2 separate regions of the Mus musculus genome follow, and region 1 is linked to region 2. The links are chromatin contacts, called in public HiChIP or PLAC-seq maps. All regions are on one chromosome and are shown on one strand. The core of a region is the stretch at or near the end of the contact, and the rest is flanking DNA. Distances in the headings are between cores, read along the strand shown. Region 1 has its middle 29 kb from the start of Btg3. Region 2 holds the start of Cxadr (coxsackie virus and adenovirus receptor).

Region 1 (2,843 bases), core at 181-2,680, 46 kb after region 2:
CACCTTACTTTCACTGCCGTGGAGACGAGTCTGGTTATTGCTCTATACCACATACACGCAATGTTTCCAGTTTCATGAATGACCACGTTTGCCTGTGTTGTATACTTACAAGTTCGCAGTCAGGGGATTATTTTGTACATTTCAGGCCCCTGGAGTGATTACTCCCCGTCACCATCAGCACTATAAATTATATAGTGACATACTTGACGGGACATTTAAGAGATCTGCAGCCTACTGTCAAATGACAAAGACTCATTAACCCAATAAGGAACATACATATTAACTGTGAGACTGAAAACACCTTTTCCATATGCTAATCTAAGAGCGGTGCCGAGAAGGAAACGTGGCGTCCTCCCTCCTCTAACATTTCAGCAGAGGCTGTATCTGCCACAGGGGTGAAGTACTTACCACTTCTATGACATAAAAACATAGTAATAAAGAAATGTTAATTGTATACAACTATGAACACTTAACAATTTCTACCACTATAGCTATACCTCTTAACATTTCACATCAAGGGGTCAGTACTTGGAATCCAACCTTTAGCTCTGACAATAAAAAGATTATGATGCCCTCTTGTGGACAATGACTTTTAGAGGGGTTTTATTTTTCATTAAAATTTAACTTATATTTCATTAAAATCTAGCCTAACAGATCTACTAGAAACAACACCTCATTGTTTCCTTTAAAAAGTAAATAAGTAAAAAATATCACATAGTATTATTAACAGTGCAAGACAATGTGTAAACTTTTGTTCCTCAGCTCTTAAAAGCTTGCATTCTAGAGTTACAGTGCCCGAGTTCAAAGTTCTCTAGTTACAGTACCAGGCAGTTTAATACTCAGTATTCTCTCTGTAAGGCACACAGTATCAGGACACACACACACACACACACACACACACACACACACACACACACACACACAGGGTTGTGGTGGAACAGAAAGTACAGTACTTAATTCCCAAGAGGCTAGGTGCAATTCATTATGTGTATACATATACACGAACTACCACTGCATAAGCCTGAAGATTAGGTTTTTTGTTTTGTTTTGTTGTTTTGTGAGATAAAGCCTAGCCATACAGTGTATGCTGGCTGGCCTTGAACTTGTAATCTTCCTGCCTCGGGCACCCAAGTGCTGAGACTTTCATGCGTATGCCACCCTGGGCAGGTACTGAGCAGGTCCTATCATCAGTCCTGACCTCATGGAAAGAAACACACTGAGTGTTAATGCTTGCCCGGTACCACAGCATCTTACAGCTCTCATTTCACAATGAGCAAGGTCTAAGCCAGGCCTGGTGGCTCCTACCCATAATCCCAATCCCTCGGAGGTAGAGACAGGGGAAGGGGGAGTTCAAGGCCCTTCTCAGCTCTATGGCGAGTATGAGGACTGTGTGCCTCACAGACCTTGTGTCAAGAACAAGCAAACGAACCCTCTATGCCACATTCCATTCTCATGACATTCCGCACGTTATCGCAGCCCTGTCACAGACCAGGACGTTCTCTGTAAGGCAGACTCAGGTCACTCTTTTACTGGCTTTATGCTCTTGCACTACACGGGGGCGTTATAATCCTTCACTATTGCAAAGGTTTCGACAAAGCATTTTGTATATCAAGTATGTATTTCTTGTGTATGTCCACAGGCTATTTCTCATCTTGTATTAGCTAAAAATAAACGAATTGACCTTAAAATGCTTTTTTAGATGCTTTTACTCCCCCAGGAAAAAGGTTGTGAAGTCAGGGCTTCCAGTTCAGTGTTCTATGGGATTCCTGAGTGTGTGAGAAAGTGGGTCTCCGATTCTTGTTTTCTCTCTTGGGCTCTTTCTTTCTATTTGTTTATTGTGTTAGTTTTTATCATAGCATATCATAATATCCCTTTAAAATAAATTTTTTTTTAAAAAGCCATTAAAAAAAGGTTATGGAGTATGAACGTTTAGCAGAAAAATCCAAAGAAGCAGAATAGAATTGTCTGTATTTAGCCCCTTTCTCCTTCTTCTGAATATACTGTCAAAATAGTGTTTTACTCATACAACACACAGCATTTTAGATAGGATACTTTCATGTTTCCACCTATAATATTTTGTTATTATTACTTTATCCATTCTTTTTTTCATAGCCACATAGCATTTTTCATACTACCTTGTATAGATGGTTTAAATTTTATTTAGTTGCTCATTTGTTATGGCTATTTTTTTTTGTCACCCAAAAATATACTAAACACTTTTACATAGATGATAGCCCCATCCAAGTACTTCTGTAGATAAATTTCTTGAAGTAGTTGCTAGGTGAAAACATACACACCTTAAAAGTCTAACTGCCTTTCAAAAGGCTGTATTCCTTTAAACCTCTATTTCGACATGTTCTAAACAAGGGACATTACCATTAAATGATAGGTTTTCTAACTGATACATCTCAAAGGTTGGGATATGCCAATACACAATAATGGGGATTATCACTCCTGCCTCGTGGGTTAAGCAAATAATCTTGCCCAGCATCTGCAGTCTTTCAACCATTACTAGTGAAGCTGATAAATGTTTGTACTGGCCTCAGCACTATAAAGGCGACCGACACACCAGACAGCTAATGCAGCAGAGATGCTGTCCCCACATCTCACTGATGTATGCTGTCAGCCCTGCTGATGTGTGTAGATCATAACGGTGTTTTCAAGCCCTATGAAATTCCTAAGTTCCTATGACTATTTCTAACCTTTATGAACGTTCTTTCTGTAGCTACTCCATTTTGAGGGTAGAAACAATGCAATAAACATCAAGCCAGAGCAGTAAGAGTGGCAATACCCTTACAAGTCCACATGCTTTTGATAACTATTAAATAATTGTTTTAGTCCTT
Region 2 (2,879 bases), core at 296-2,795:
TAGGGCATTTAATTGGAGACTTGCCTACCGTTTTCAGTCCATAATTATCATGCAGGGAGCATGCAGACAGGCAATGATGCAGGTATGAGGCAGATGAAGCTGAGAGCCTCATCTTGATCGGAAAGGAGAGGAGGTGGGAAGAGGCAAGAGAGAGCCAGGATCTTATGGGTGTTTTGAAACCTCTAAGCCTGCCCCCAGGGATTCACCTCCTCCAACAAGGCCACACCTACTCCAAAAGGCTGCAGTACCCAATCCTTCTAATCCTTCCAAATAGTGATTAAGCATTTAAATATATGAGCCTGTGGGGACATCCCTATCACCCCCTACACCTGCCTTCTCTCTTTTCTCTGGTTCAACAAGCAACAAGGCATTCCCAATATTCCTTTATTAGTCCCTACTTGCTGAGCACTATGTGCTCTGTGGGGGGGGGGGCAAGCATTTTTTAAAAAAGATTTATTTATTTTTATATATTTGAATACACTGTCGCTGTCTTCAGATATACCAGAAGAGGGTACTTGATCCCATTACAGATGGTTGTGAGCCAGCCACTATGTGGTTGCTGGGAGTTGAACTCGGGACCTGTGGATGAGCAGCCATTGCTCTTAACTGTTGAGCCATCTCTGGACCTACCAAGCATTTTTTTTTTTAATGCACGATTTCACTTTCACTTCTAAATAACTTGCCCACCAAGACCCCTAACTCTTGGCCATTACGCTGGTTTCTTCTGTTTTCTACCTCCTAATATGGGGCTCTTGTGAATTTCAACATTTCTAACAGTTAAAAAAAAAATCTGGGAAGAGCAACCAAGAATAGTTAGCAAAGGCAAGTCTGAGGATAACAGCTTGGGAGAGCTGCAGGGCGGGATTGCACTGGCTTTTCAAATTCCTAATTTCCAAGAGCCACTCCCGTTCACTTAGCCATCCCCAACCGGTCCCACTTTTAAAGTTCTTTTGTCCCTGTGGGCTAACTTCAGGGCTGGAACGACTCATAATCGCAAGGAGGAGAAAAGCCCCAAGTATTTGTTAAACCTGCCGCCTCAATTTATAGGTCTAGTGTATACAGGGGCGGAAGAAAAGCCTCTCCTGAGCCTTCAATAGGAACCTAGCCATTCAAAAAGAAGGCAAGATATTGGCGGGGCTCTCTGATCGCCCTTGGAAACACGGGTGCCAGGAGGTCCCCACCCCTGACCACAGGATGCGGTGACTGCTGGCTAGTGGTGTGTCGAAAGAAACCTAGCTCAAGGTTTAGGGAGAGGGAGCAATTCCGGCCTGGAGCTGGGCTCTGGGGAGGAGGGCGTGACTGTTTCAGCAGTGAGACTGGCTCGCTGCTTCCCAGCTCACAAAGCGATTTAACCAGGAGTCGGGAGAGCTGGAGGTGGCTGCTAGCGCAAGCAGGTGTACAGCGCGCAAGACCGCTGGGACTGGAAGGTTCCTTAGAGGGGAGTGGGGGTGGGGAGGGGGGGTGGGACGCGGGCTGATCCCAGTTTCCATGGCAACCCCAGGGCGCCAACACTGTGGGCTCTTGCTTAGGGGCTCCCGGGTGCTGCCGGAAGTGACGCGTTCACCTGCCGAGCTGGGGCGGGGCGCAGAGGTGCCTTCGCTGCTGCCACCGCCGGGAGCCAGTCGGGAGTGTACCAGGCTCTGGGAAAACCAGGGCTCCCAGCCGAGATCGTTTACCTGCAAGCCACGACCCGGCCGGCAGCTACCATGGCGCGCCTACTGTGCTTCGTGCTCTTGTGCGGGATCGCGGGTGAGTTGCGGCACCTCTCCGTCCCAGTCGCTTGCGCTCCCAGCTCGCGGCCTCCCGGGAACAATGGGGCGTGGGGGGAGGGGGCGGCTCAATTTGGGGGGCGCTGCCGTGGTAGTGGCGGATGGGCACCCATGCACAGGGTGATCTGCCCCGGACCACGCGCGCCAGCCCGGAGAATGCATCGGTCCCCGGGAGCGGCGCAGGGGGCGTGAGGCGTCTGGGAGGCAGCGGAGCGGGGACCCGATCGTCCGGTGGCGGTGGCGGAGGCTCGCCCAGGGGCGTGTGGGGCGCGCCTCCAGGGCAGCTTACCCTGGGGACCATTTGGCTTTATCTGCCCTTGTCTGTTTCCCGCGTCTGCCTGGGTGTTGTGTGCCGCCAGCCTTCCCCGATTTCCAAGCTCCGGGCTGCGAGTTTTTAGGTATCGGGTAGTCCAAGCCGGGGAGGCTGAATTACCAACGCCATTATTTGAGAGAAGACTGAGCCGTTCGGTGTCAGTCGCCCTGGCTACCTTTAGGAAAGAAGCACCGAAGCTGCTGGTTTTTAGTCTCAAAGAACAGGCTAGCTCGACCCAGCAGCTCCGAGACGAGGTATTAGGAGCCGAAGGTCTGAAATCGCTGTTGGGGAGGAGTTAGCCCGGGTTTGTAATAAGTTGATTTTTTTTTTTTTTTTTTGTATGATGATTGACGTTCAGGTGGTGAGGCGTGTGGTGGTAGAAATCGCCCAGTACATCTTTCAGCTGCAGAGCGTCTCTTTCAGGAAATAAGGCATTAAAAAAAAAATGCCTGGACCCCAGGACGCATACGCATTCTAGCACTTAGAAATTAATCTTTTTCTAAGTGTGTTTTTAACAAGTCGGTCTCATTTCCTAATACTAAGCAATTGGAGGAATTTTCGAGCCAAGTGAGTCATGTAAAAGATTTACACGTTCAACTCTGGGAAGCACGCACGCGCACACACACCGTAGCCTCCGAAGAGGATTGCTTAGGATTGCGGGAGTTGGGAAGGTTGTTGGATCTGCCTCAGCTCTACTGGGATGGCTCTCTCTGCTTCCTGCTGAAATGTTAATTCCATTGTTGGATGCCACAGCTGTGGACATTACTCATGGGATCAACATTCTATTAACAAGTCTA

The links. HiChIP or PLAC-seq counts read pairs in DNA pulled down with a chosen protein or histone mark.
Region 1: an H3K27ac HiChIP or PLAC-seq map of extraembryonic endoderm stem cells shows a contact between it and region 2. The contact joins the enhancer-like site here to the promoter of Cxadr in region 2. A contact is called at or near these places in 1 of 39 promoter capture datasets (hippocampal neurons), 1 of 15 datasets of contacts at CTCF or cohesin (CD8 T cells), 10 of 484 Hi-C or Micro-C datasets (the HL-1 cell line, Sertoli cells, myocytes and 6 more) and 4 of 115 datasets of contacts at active chromatin or transcription factors (embryonic stem cells, extraembryonic endoderm stem cells and forebrain).

What each region holds. Positions count from the first base shown.
Region 1 is chr16:78,346,306-78,349,148 of GRCm38.p6, forward strand. It overlaps a transcript of Cxadr not described here. Among named protein-coding and RNA genes, the nearest start is that of Btg3, 29 kb to the right of the region's middle. Within about 2 kb of position 1,431, at least 32 of the 459 cell types and tissues checked have an H3K27ac peak or open chromatin away from gene starts, as enhancers often do. A contact at or near this core is called in Sertoli cells, extraembryonic endoderm stem cells and pancreatic cancer cells, where this site is marked.
Region 2 is chr16:78,300,126-78,303,004 of GRCm38.p6, forward strand. It overlaps Cxadr (coxsackie virus and adenovirus receptor), which reads left to right and starts at 1,546. Exons shown (of 7, transcript NM_001025192.3): 1 at 1,546-1,749. The coding sequence starts at 1,707.